Linked DNA regions of Sus scrofa: all the other regions are linked to region 3. A link is a contact called in public Hi-C and HiChIP or PLAC-seq data. All regions are on one chromosome and are shown on one strand. Each heading gives the region's core, a stretch centred on a gene start, on an enhancer-like site or on the middle of the called end of the contact. The rest is flanking DNA. Distances are from core to core; before and after follow the strand shown. Region 1 has its middle 19 kb from the start of RRAS2. Region 2 has its middle 61 kb from the start of RRAS2. Region 3 overlaps RRAS2 (ras-related protein R-Ras2).

Region 1 (4,188 bases), core at 1,312-3,811, 69 kb after region 3:
CGTTAACCACTGAGCCACAATGGGAACTCCTGTGCCACTTCTTTATCCATTCATCTATTGAGGTTCTTCCACGCCTTGGCTATTGTAAACAGTGTCGCTATGAACATTGGAGCATATATAGCTTTTCGAACTAGAATTTTCTCCAGATATATGCCAGAGTAGCATTGCTGGATCATACAGCAACTCTGCTTTTAGCTTTTTAAGAAAACTTCCTACTGTTTTCCATAGCGGCTGCACCAATTCATATTCCTATCAACAGTGTAGAAGAATTCCTTTTTCTCTACATCCCCTCCAGCATTTTTTATTTGAAGAATTTTTTTTTCTTTTCTTTACTTTTTATTTTTTTTTTTTAGAGCTGCACCTCCAGCCTATGGAAGTTCCCAGGCTAGGGGTCGAATCGGAGCTGCAGCTGCCAGCCTACGCCACAGCAACAGCAACGCCAGATATGAGCCATGTCTGTGGCCTACACCACAGCTCATGGCAACACGAGAGTTTTTACCCACTGAGTGAGGCCAGGGATCGAAACTGCATCCTCATGGATGCTAGTCAGATTCGTTTCCACTGCACCATAACGGGAACTTCCTCATTGTAGTTTTGATTTGAATTATTCTAATAATTACTGATCTGAGTATCTTTTCATGTGCCTATTTCCCATCAGTATGCCTTTTTTGGAGAAATGTCTATTTAGGTCTTCTGCTCATTTTTCGATTGGGTTATTTTTTGTTATTGCATTGTATGAGCTGTTTGTATATTTTGGAAATTAAGCTCTTGTCGGTCTCATAATTGCAAATATTTTCTCCTAGTCTGTAGGTTATCTTTTTGTTTTGTTTATGGTTTCCTTTATTGCCCAAAAGCTAAGTCTGACTAGGTTCCATTTGTTTACTTTTGCTTTTATTTCTGTTGCCTTGGGAGACTGACCTACAAAAACATGGGTACCATTTATGTCAGATACTGTTTTGCTTATGTTCTCTTCTAGGAGTTTTATGGTGTCATCCTATATTTCAGCCTTAAAGCCATTTTGAGTTTATTTTTTGTATATGGTATAAAGGAGTGTTCTAACTTCATTGGTTTATATATGGGTGTCCAGCTTCCCCAATATGTCTTGCTGAAGAGACTATCTTTTCTCCATGAGTCTTCACTTCTCTTTGTTTCTTTTTCAGTCTCTATTTTAGCTTTTCTGTCTCTGTTTCAGTCGTTTGCTCTCTCTGTTTCTACCTCTATTGTCTGAAAGTTCTTGCTCCATTTTATTCCCATTTCTCTCAATAACAAGCCCCAGCCCCCCTGGACAATATTCCTTGTATTACTAAAACCCAAAAACAAAGCAAAATAAAAACCCAGAGGCTTGGCTTATTCACAAAAGTATATCAATCTAAAACCCAGTGTGATCATTTAGATTCATACCTTTGTACAATACTTAAAAATATATCTCGGCTGGATAAAAGAGTAAAATATATAAAAGCCAAATCATAGAAAAACAGGCAGGAAATTGAATTAGCTATTTATCAGATCTTTGGATGAATAGTAACTTTCAAGCATTGAAGCAAAAGAAGAAATCACAAAGGAAAAGATGAACAGATTTTACTACACAAAAATATGAAGCTTCTGTACAAAGAAAAGTAACAAGAGGAAGATAAAATAGAAAAGTGTTTGCAGTAAGTTTTCAAAGAAGTAATATATAATTTATATGTAGTTATCATAAAAAGAAAAAAATTAAAGCTTGAATAAACAGACTTTTTCCATAAATAGAAATACAACCATAAGGCAACATAAGGAAATGTGTTTAGCTTCATGTTTTCAAGTATGTGCAAATTAAAACATTTATAGGAACCATTTCCCTGCCATTATACTAGCAAAAAATAAAACAATGAGAATACTCAGTGCTTGTGGCTGAGTAAATTTACACCATTCTTTTGAAACCCTCTTTGGCGGTAATGATCAAGAAACTTTAAACTCTTTGTACTTTGTCCCTTAATTCCAGTCCAAGGGATTATTCCTAAGGTAGCAGATTTTAAACTATGATCCTTGCAACCCTAGAAATTCCACAGAATTTTCTGTGGGACTCTTAGGAAAGGTATGTTTTGGCCAGGGTTTCAAGCTATAAGCAGGAGATATTAACCCTGGCTAGGAGTTCCTGTTGTGGCGCAGTGAATCCGACTAGGAACCATGAGGTTGTGGGTTTGATCCCTGGCCTCGCCCAGTGGGTTAAGGACCCGGCATTGCCACGAGCTGTGGTGTAAGTTGCAGACGCGGCTCGGATCCCGTGTTGCTGAGGCTGTGGTGTAGGCTGGCAGCTACAGCTCTGATTAGACCCCTAGCCTGGGAACCTCCATATGCCATGGGTGCAGCCCTAGAAAAACAAAAACAAAACAAACACTGTGGCTACCTTAAGCCAAAGGTCAATGCACTGAAAAAACTCAGAGATTCACAGAATCTCTTGGAAGCTATACAGGGAAGTTCTGAAAACAGGCAGGAAAATAAGAGAATTCCAGAGGGCTAGACAGCTAGAATCACACCACATGCCAGAGACAGGAAGAGTCTGGTGCATGTGGCCCTGCTGCTGAGAGGAAAATGACCTCAGTCACCTCCACACTGTCACATGCTCCTGATTCAAAGACACAGGAAAGAATGCCTGATTGACTGAACCCAAATCACATGCCTTGAGTTTTGCAAGAAAGCAGGAGGTAAGAGTGAAGAATATTGGCCTTTGGCTTCCCAATGGGAGATGGGAACCCTCTCCCAAGTCTCCACACATATGGCAAGTCCTCCAAACGGAAGAGCTGGGTACATATTGCAAGATGATATTGACATCTGGAAAGCGGGAAATAATTGCTCCGGGTGATGGGCTACTGACCGCACAGAGCTACAAGCCCCATCCTCACTTCAACTATAGAAACTCCACTTGCACCTGTATTTCCAAATAGGCTTCCAGGCAAGATGTCATTTGCAGGAACATTTCTGAAGCTTGTACACATTTGAGAAGCCCTCGGAAGCACCAGGAAGGCACAATGCCATCTCTTTTCTTCCTCACTGCCTCCAAATAAGGAAGTCTGAAAAATGCTCTTGTAGCCTCCCTTTCAGGTAGGGGTGACCTTGCAACACAGTTCTAGCCAGAGAGACACAAATCTACGTCTACTTGGGGTGAATCTGGGTTGAGAAAAACACAATGACGATGTGATCCGCATTACCTCTCTCTTCTTTCTACCTTGGATGCTGATGTTATGATTAGAGCTTCAGCAGCCATTCTGAGAACATGAACATGAGAAAAAGGCCAAAGGCCAAGGGACCCAAAGCCAGCAGTCATTTGCCTCCAAATATCTTGTTATATTAGAAAGATAACCCCCCAGGAGTTCCTGTTGTGGTGCAGTGGAGACAAATCTGACTAGGAACCATGAGGTTGTATGTGGACAGGAACATGGGCAAATAATCAAATCTGACTAGGAACCTTGGCCTCACTCAGTGGGTTAAGGATCCGGTGTTGCTGTGAGCTCTGGTTTAGGTCAAAGATGAGGCTTGGATCTGGCCTTGCTGTGGCTGTGATATAGGCCGGCAGCTGTAGCTCCAATTGGACCCCTAGCTTGGGAACCTCCATATGCTGTGGGTATGGCCTTAAAAAGCAATAAAAAAAAGAAAGAAAGAAAGAAAGATAACCGCCTATTTTAAAGGCCATTTAGAGGTGCCTTCTCTTCCTTGCAGCTAAAAACAGTACGAATTGATACACTCAAGAGGAAAAGTCCAAAAAAGTAAAAATATATACTGATAAGTTGTTCATTACAGAATTTTCCAAATTGCTTTTTTTTAAACAAAAACCACTAAATTTAAATATCTAACTATAGGAGATTGCTTAAATAAATTGCAGTCTACCCACTCAATGAACTATTATACCCATATTAAGCTGGATAAGTATGTAGTTTTTATATGCTTACGACATAATAATTCAAACACTATATTAGATAATTTTATCTACATCATTGTACTATACATAAAAACCCAGGTACCTACCATAGCCACTATCATTCTTTTTTGTTTAGTTTCACTGGAGTTGGGTTCCTTTTCCTTAGCTTTTTTTTTTTTTTTAAGTTTAGTTGATGTTCAATGTTTCAGGTGTATAGCAGTGATTCAGTTATGTATGTATCACCCACAGCACCTGCTGAGCAGAGTGGCCCAAACACCCATGTTCTGGGCTCTATG
Region 2 (4,390 bases), core at 1,156-3,655, 110 kb after region 3:
CCATTTTTGATCTCAAAGAATACTGGAGTTCCCATCGTGGCTCAGTGGTTAACGAATCCAACCAGGAACCATGAGGTTGTGGGTTCGATCCCTGGCCTTGCTCAGTGGGTTAAGGATCCGGCGTTGCCATGAGCTGTGGTGTAAGTCACATACATGGCTTGGATCCCGAGTTGCTGTGGCTCTGGTGTAGGCCGGCAGCTACAGCTCCAATTCGACCCCTAGCCTGGGAACCTCCATATGCCGTGCCATTTCTTGGAGTGACCCAAGAAATGGCAAAAAGACAAAAAAAAAAAAAAAAAAAAGACGATTTGAAAAAAGAATATACTCATTTTGATAGGTCCAGGAGTAAGCTTATTCTCCCCATGTTAGCAGTGGGGTAAGTAAGGCCCAGTGCAAGAAGGCCCTGCTGAGAGGTCATCTCACCCAGAGGACGCCCGGTGTTCTGCCCTTCAGCTCAGGTCAGTGTCCCCCACCCACTTACCACCCACTCATAGCAAAACCACTTCTAATGTTGGAAATCACCAAAAGACAACTGCTATGACAGCCCCAGAGCAGCCTGAGGAGACCTCTGGATAAAACTCTGGGAACAACCACATAGTCTGAGAGAAGGCATCTGACAGGCATGATGGCTAAGAGTAAAGACTCTGAAGTCAGATAGGCCTGGTTTTGCATCTCAGTTTCATGACTTACGTTGGTAATTCAGACAAATGATATAACTTAGAGCTTTAGCTTCCTCATCTGTAAAACAAAGTAGAAAACAGTTTCGACCTAATAGGATGGTTAACGAGATCTGAATGAGATCATGAAATGTATATTAAGAATTTGGTACAGTGTCTGTTCCACAGAGGGCTTAATACATGTGAGTTTGAGGGCAGTAAAGTGTGGTGCAGGATATAGAGTCAGAATTCCAGAGGTCAAATCTTGGCTCCAGTACAACTACTGTGTTTCACTGACTCTGTAAGGTACACTCCCACCCCTCACCCCTTATGTTAAACATCTCTGCATCAAAGCATTTTAGCACTGTAACATGGTACAATTGCCAGTGTCTCTGTATAAGAGACAATAGTATGATTTACAATCAATGTCTTACATTCAATCAATGAGTTACATTGGGCCAATTGCTTATTCTTTTGGTACCTTGGTTTCTTCAGTTGTAAAATAGGGATGATAATAGTATTTACTTTATAACATTGTTGTCAGGGTTAAATTGGATTTCCTTTGCCAATTTTTGGCACATGAGGGCTTAAGAAATTCCATGAGGAGTTCCCGTCGTGGTGCAGTGGTTAACGAATCAGACTAGGAACCATGAGGTTGCGAGGTTGCGGGTTCGGTCCCTGCCCTTGCTCAATGGGTTAAGGATCTGGCGTTGCCGTGAGCTGTGGTGTAGGTTGCAGACGCGGCTCAGATCCCTCGTTGCTGTGGCTCTGGCGTAGGCCAGTGGCTACAGCTCCAATTAGACCCCTAGCCTGGGAAGCTCCATATGCCGCGGGAGCAGCCCAAAGAAATAGCAAAAAGACAGAAAAAAAAAAAAAAGAAAAGAAAGAAATTCCATGAGTGAGGGCTTAATAAACTCCAGGTATTGCTAATATCATTATTACTATTACCCAAATCAGATAATGGGAGTGGTGGGAGCTGCATGGGCGGAGGTGCCAGGGGCAGAAGCAGCCTGAGGTGGGTGTGGAGAGGTGAAGGTTAGTATCAGAGGGGCAGTGTCAATTCTCAGATTCAGGAGGGGAGTGCGAGGAAGCCATACCAGAGGCCAGTGCGGTGCAAGGTGGACTGGGTGTTTGGTTTTCAGAGGAAGACTGGAAACCATGCTGTGGTCCCCAGAACTAGTGGGGATGGGATAGTGAGTTAAAAGGGCTGGTCAGGCTGGGCTGCTGGTCTCCATGATCTTTGAACTCTCACGTTCTCTGACTACAGTAGTCACTGTTTATTAAGTGCCGCCATGTGCCACACACCGTACTAATTCATAAGTCGCATCTCATAAAATTCTGTTGTAAACCCTATGAGTGAGATAATTCTGTTAGGTCAATTTTATAGAAGAAACCAAAGCTCAAAGAGGTAATTTAACACATTCAAAGTCATGTGGCTACTAAGAGCCAGAGCTGGAATTTGAATCAGGTTTTCCTACTTTCTATCCAGTTCCCTTGCCATAGAGCCTCTTGAACTCCATTCTCCACCATCTCACCATAAGTTGACAAGTAATTTCCCTCTCTCCTCACCTCCACTCCTCCTTCTTCCCCCTACAGGTCTCCACCTCCCAGGCCCACACATGCCAAGCTCACAAGTCATCTGTTGTGCCAAAATTCTGTTCTGATTTGATAAACTCTGGCCGGCCCAGCTCACTCAGCATGATTCAGCCAGAGAGAAGAGCAAGGCTGCATGCCTGGCATGCCGACCGTCTGAGCTCAGGCAGGATGGGCGGCGCAGGAACCTCAGCCTGACAGATGGCTCCACTCGGCTGTCTCCCCGGCCTGATGCCAGGGGCAGCGCTTGATCTCTGCGGGAGGGAGGGCGGGAGCCAGGTCCTGGATTCTCACATGCATGGCTGTGTGCATGCATGCAGTTACATATGGAGCATACGTGGGTGAGGTTGTGTGCCACTCAGGCTGCCTATTTATATGTGGCTGGTTTGTGTGTACATGTGTATCTCCGTGTGTGCAGGTGAATGTGTGGATGTGTGGCTGGCTGTGTGTTTGTGGGTGTGCATGTTGTGTATATGTAGAGATGTGTCTGTATTTGAATTTTGAGTTTGCATTCATCCTGGTATGTGTGCTCATGAGTGTGAAAGCTTGAGAGAGAGGGAAAGGGAGGGAGGAAGGGAAGGAGGAGAGTCAGAGAGAGAAAAGAGAGAGGTGGGGAGGACAGAGGAGGTTCCTGTGCCTTGAGAAGTCAGCCTTTTGAATGGCCCTGCCTGCAGTGGAGAGCTACTACATAGCCTCCTCCAGCTCTTTCATAGGACTGAGTGATGTGAGTTGAGCAGAAAGTCATCCCATTTCCAAGATGAACTTTAAGCTCTGGTTTCTAAAAACAGCTTACTAGGGGTTCTTGTTGAAACAAATCCAACTAGTATTCATGAGGATGTGGGTTCAATCCCTAGCCTCGCTCAGTGGGTTGGCGATCTGGTGTTGCCGTGAGCTCTGGTGTACGTCGCAGACACAGCTTGGATCCTGCTTTGCGGTGGCTGTGGCATAAGCTGGCAGCTACATCTCTGCTTCAACCTCTAGCCTGGGCACTTCCATATGCCACAGGTGCAGCCCTAAAAAGCAAAAAACAAACAAAATCTAAAAACAACTTACTGGCCCAGTTTTTCTCTAAGGTAGAGGCCCCCTCTGAAAATATGTTGACTAGAATGGATCTTTTTTTAGTAAAATACCCTCAAAACATACAGTTTCACATACAATACAGAGAGCTTAAGGGGCACTCCGAAGTCGGCTGTGGACCTCAGCTAGGAAACCAAGTATGATACCAACACTTATTGAGCACAATTGCATGTTCGGTGCGTGCACTTACTGAATGCTTACTGAGAACTACTATGCTGAGCCCTTGTTAGAGAGATAAGAACATAATAAGGAGTAAGAAGAGTGCACAGTCTAGTAGGAGAAACAGAGGTAAATGCATAACCTCAGGCCACTGTGACAAGTGCTGTGATAGATGAGTGAAGGAACTGCCAGGACATGAGAAGAGTAGGAAGATGTGCTTCTTGAGGGGTTCCAGGGAAAGGTTCACTGAGGAACTGGACATTTAAGCTGTATCTTGAAACATGAGAAGGCATTTGTCAGACAGAAACTGGAGAAGTGCTTTCCAGAGAGAAAGAAGAGCATGTAAAAAGGCAAAGGGGGAGTTCCTGTCGTGGCACAGCGGAAACAAATCCAACTAGGAACCATAAGGTTGTGGATTCGATCCCCGGCCTGGCTCAGTGGGTAAGGATCCGGCAGTGTTGTGAGCTGTGGTGTAGGTTGCAGACGCGGCTCGGATCTGGCATTGCTGTGGCTCTGGCATAGGCCAGCAGCAACAACTCCGATTAGACCCCTAGCCTGGGAACCTCCATATGCTGTGGGTGCGGCCCTATAAAGACAAATAAATAAATAAATAAAGGCAAAGGGGATGCTGCCTTTGGTGATAATACATTTGGGAAGATCAGGAGGCTGAAAGGGAGTCTGGAGGCAGACTGTGAAGAGCCTTGTACATACTAAGCTACAGAAAGAAAGGAGATATTTAGGAGATAAACTAGTCAAGAATTAGGTGCCTCCATTAAATGTACAGGGGTTAAGAAGATGAAAGAAGGGCAGTTTAGCAATGACTTCTCTCTTTCTAACTTGGGAAGAATGGAGGACGTAAGTGTCATTCATTGGGATGGAACTAGGGTGCAGATTAGGTTGCTAGA
Region 3 (4,324 bases), core at 517-3,016:
ATCACCAACAAGATCAATCTCTGGTGACGAACAGTCCTGGATTTACTTCTAACTGCTCCTTTTTAGTGATGGACTTGAGGCAAATTACTTTAACTCTCTAACCTTCAGCACCTGTAAAACAGGACAGTAACAAAACCTCACGGAACAAATAAAATAAAGTAATGAATATAAAGTGCCAAGACATGTTGATGACTAATAAATGTTAACCATAATAACCAGTGTATTGTTTTTGCCATGCTGTTAGATGGTATGAACTAGCATTTTTATTCAAGTAAAAAGATTTGCTGGAGTTCCTGTCGTGGCTCAGCGGTTAACGAATCAGACTAGGAACCGGATCCCACGTTGCTGTGGCTCTGGCGTAGGCCGGTGGCTACAGTTCCGATTAGACCCCTAGCCTGGGAACCTCCATATGCCGAAGGTGCGGCCCTAGAAAAGACAAAAAGACCAAAAAAAAAAGATTTGCTAATGCCAGGAACACCTACTGTAATTCCAATCCTAGTCATACCACTGATCAACCTTGGACTTGGTATCCAAAATGTGAATCAGGATAAAAGTTCTTCATCAGGACCTGGAAATATCTTCTGGGTCTGAGCAGTAATAACACAGTATATACATATGTAAAAACTCATCAAGCTGTACATTTAAGATGTGTGCACTTCTTTGTACATATACAAATTATACCTCTCTCTATAAAACATGTAAATGGTTCCCAGTTGCTTAGCGGATGCATCCCTTTCTTTACATAGTTTGCAAAGCCCTCCAGTTTGGGCAGGGCCCTCCAGGGTGACTGTGTTCGCCATTCAGTGCTATTTTTCACTACCTGAAACCCTTCAGCTGATTGCTCATTCTCTTGGTTTCATTCTTTTGTTTAACAATCACTCATGAGGCATCAGAGGGACAAGGTCCCTACTTTTACAAAACCCATTGCTTTTTATACAACATCTAGTAATTGTGCTATAATTTGGGGCAAGGGAAATGGGGGGAATATTAATCATACCAAAGAACAGAGAGAGCATGAAATTCCAATACCATGCTTGTTCAGAACGCAACAAAATGTAAGCAGTTAATACTGCAGTCCTACATAGGAACTGTGTGTACTTTCACTTATAAACATAAAGCAAGGCGGGGTGGGGGAAAACAAGGACAGTATTCCACTGCGGAAGACAGCAGCAGCTCAAGGCAAGGGCAGGAAAGGACAGTGAACCAGAGTTCAGTCTAAGGAAAGTGGGAATGAGGGTTGGGGTGGAGAAAGTAATGTGCTTTCTTGAAGTCACAGGAAAGCATAATGGAAAAGGATCTCAGCCAGAAAGGGAATGCCCCCTTTCAAAAGCTGAGATGTCTTCCAGTTGGAAAGACAGGCAAAAGGACCTAAGTCCTTTTAAGGTTGTTGGGAGTTATGGAGAAATGTTTAAGATTAGGAAATCTCTCCCATGCAGATAGGGAGATCTATTTCCTTGATAAAATCTGGTCTGAGTAAAGCTGTCCAAAGTCCTTAATAACACAATAGTGATAGCTGGGAATGTCAGTCCCACATATACGCCACTAGGTTGCACAACAGGAGCTCCACCTGGCTTAAGAGAATTGCCATTTCCTTCTCTTCCCATTCAAAGAAGCTGCCTTAAGGAAGATAAGGAGGGGTCCAGGGAGGAAAGGGACTGAGCTGACGCAACTTCAACCTTTAGTGGGCAGGAATGACAAGGCACTGTCTCCGGACACCAAGCTGCTGGTGAAAGTGCAGTTCCCAAGCACTGCCACAAAGTGGTGCCTGGTCCACACTCTGGCAGGGTAATTTACTGGAGATTCTGGGAAACTCAGCAAACCCAGCTCACTGGTTAAAGTCCACTAGGCTTGCATATAAAAAGGACAGGAGGCTAGACCCAAGGTGCCCCTGGGGAGTTATAAACAAACGACAGGGCATTTCTGAGCACAGTGAGATTCTCATCAGGAGTCCTCTAAACACGTGAGGAGCAGAGAGAGGAGAGGAAAGGGAAAGAGCAGAAGGAAACATATTAAACGGTGTGGGAAACCTTGGTAACTACTGAATCTGGGTAATGTGATGAGTATATATTACACTAATCTACTTTTGTATATACATATAGAGAGAGAGACTTTTTAGGGCCACACCTGCAGCACGTCTAAGTTCCCAAGCTAAGGCTCGAAACAGAGCTACAGCCGCCAGCCTACATATACCACAGCAACGCAGGATCTGAGCCACATCTGCAACCTACACCACAGCTCACAGCCAGCACCAGATCCTTAGCCCACTGAAGGGGGCCAGGGATCAAACCCACATCCTCACGGATACCAGTTGGGTTCGTTACCGCTGAGCCACAACAGGAACTCCCAAAATTATTATTATTTTTTTAAATCTGGAGCCAGCACATTAAGTACTTCAGGAAGGGTCCGATTAAGGGAAGAGGATATGAGATCCTTTTGAATCCTGAGCTTTCTTCACCTCATTCCACTCAAGACCCACTAACACCCAGAAACCTTGCACATACATAGTTAGAGCCTCAAAATATCTGCTGTTGGGAAACCCAGAATTATGAAGCTTGTAATGGGGACTTAGGAATTGATTTCCCAGAGTACAATGAGGACCTGATTAGCCATCAGTGGCCTCTATTTGCTAAAACAGGAGCAGTGCGAATTCCTCTGGTAACACTAGAGAAAACTACAGCAACTTCAGGCAGCTGTGAGCCAGAGCCGGGCTCTTCCTGGTGTCACTTTTTAACAGCAGCTGTCAAGTCACAGAGAACCTTTGTTCCCTACAACACCCTCCCTTATTTTGATGTCAAATGTTTCCAATATGCTTGATATTCCTTCATTCAAGTACATATTTTTTCCTGACTGAAATTAGTACTTCATTTAATCTGACATGTTTAATTAGAGAGATCTCCATAATTTATCCTCCAGAATTCTAACAGAATAATGAAAGCAACCCTAAATCCAGTAATCCCTTTAGTTTCTTTTTAACAAAAGTTAGGTCTTCAGTCAATGTTGCTAATTGTCTCAGACTGTCTAAAGCCACCATGTGCCTTTCACATGACTTCTGTGCAATCTCAGTGATGACATACACACCTCAAGCAAAGTATCTGGTTGCAAATCAATGGGCCTGGTATGCAATAAGAAAAAGTATGATACAAAGTCAACTTACAATACGGTTCTATTAAAAAAGTTTGTTTCTAAGTTAGTTATTAGATGCTCATTTCCCCAGGGAATTCTAATCTGTGTTTAGGTCCAGAGACCAGGGCACAAAAGCTACCACTGAAATATGCTCCTGAGCCATTACTGACACTGAGTTCTAACCTCCTAAGCAGAGTCATCTGGCCCAAGAAGAATGAGAAGAGAATTTTGTTTCCCTTCCCAGAATAGAGAGCCAGCCCAAAGCTACACTTATAAAGAGGGGAAAAGCCTGTCTTGGGGCACCCCTTGCACCGCAGCCTCCTCTTTTACCCCAACCCCCTACTACCACTACACTCATACCCTAGCTTTAGCCTCCTTCTGAAAACAATCTAGGTACAAAGTCTCTTTCCTCTCTCCCCACTGTTTCTTCTACTCTCAAATTAAAACTTGTAATTCTCTCAGGAAAGCTAGCTCTCAGAGACACTAGATAGAAGACAGGATTATCAGTTCAAATAAGAGCACGCTACATTATGAGACAGCTCACCCCAATCCTGCAAGCCATGCTTGACCTTTTCAGAAGCAAAATTCTAAACCAAAATAAAACTTTTGTAATATCTGCACCACTGGTCCAAAAGGAAAATCTTCAGAAGTTTTAAGGATAAGAACTAAGAAAAAAATTTTTAAAGCACAATGATTACTGCCCAAGACAGATTAACAGGTAAACAGAGAGGGCCATACAAGCCTAACTGTATATTATATGTATCTCACACCATCCTCATAGAAAATCAGAGTAAATCCCAGACATTCCTGTTTTCATACCAAGGCACAAGTCTTTCTTGTGTCTTCTGGTTCTTGCCTGGACTGAACTTTGCACTTCTAGGGAGTTTCCATCCCCACCCCATCCTTCCATCCCCACAGCTATTACCTTAGCTAAGTAACCTTACCTCCACCTCATGTGGACCATGCTCAACAACCATGCTCATAATGCTGGCCTCTGTGGCATTATGTCACTTAACCTCTAGGGGCATGAAACTGTCCACGCTTATCTTGGGTCCTATGTCTGCATCCTTCCTCTCCATATCAGGGTCCTCCTCACACTGGTGTTCCCTAGGTCCTCTCTGCTGGCTCAGCCCTACCACACAGACCTCAGAGTCAATGTCAACTTTAGGCAAGAAGCATTTTCAAATGTTACAAGGTCCAC

Evidence for each region. Hi-C and Micro-C count contacts between places; a contact is called where the count stands out from the background. HiChIP or PLAC-seq counts read pairs in DNA pulled down with a chosen protein or histone mark.
Region 1: a contact with region 3 is called in a Hi-C map of liver, with 7 times the contacts expected there. The contact joins two enhancer-like sites. A contact is called at or near these places in 1 of 5 promoter capture datasets (liver), 4 of 47 Hi-C or Micro-C datasets (embryonic fibroblasts and liver) and 1 of 2 datasets of contacts at active chromatin or transcription factors (skeletal muscle).
Region 2: a contact with region 3 is called in an H3K27ac HiChIP or PLAC-seq map of skeletal muscle. The contact joins two enhancer-like sites. A contact is called at or near these places in 3 of 47 Hi-C or Micro-C datasets (fibroblasts and liver) and 1 of 2 datasets of contacts at active chromatin or transcription factors (skeletal muscle).

The regions. Positions count from the first base shown.
Region 1 is chr2:44,868,689-44,872,876 of Sscrofa11.1, reverse strand. No RefSeq gene overlaps it. Among named protein-coding and RNA genes, the nearest start is that of RRAS2, 19 kb to the left of the region's middle. Within about 2 kb of position 2,561, at least 7 of the 83 cell types and tissues checked have an H3K27ac peak or open chromatin away from gene starts, as enhancers often do. A contact at or near this core is called in liver, where this site is marked.
Region 2 is chr2:44,826,701-44,831,090 of Sscrofa11.1, reverse strand. No RefSeq gene overlaps it. Among named protein-coding and RNA genes, the nearest start is that of RRAS2, 61 kb to the left of the region's middle. Within about 2 kb of position 2,405, at least 21 of the 83 cell types and tissues checked have an H3K27ac peak or open chromatin away from gene starts, as enhancers often do.
Region 3 is chr2:44,936,478-44,940,801 of Sscrofa11.1, reverse strand. All of the region lies in intron 1 of RRAS2 (ras-related protein R-Ras2), which reads right to left. Among named protein-coding and RNA genes, the nearest start is that of RRAS2, 49 kb to the right of the region's middle. Within about 2 kb of position 1,766, at least 26 of the 83 cell types and tissues checked have an H3K27ac peak or open chromatin away from gene starts, as enhancers often do. A contact at or near this core is called in liver, where this site is marked.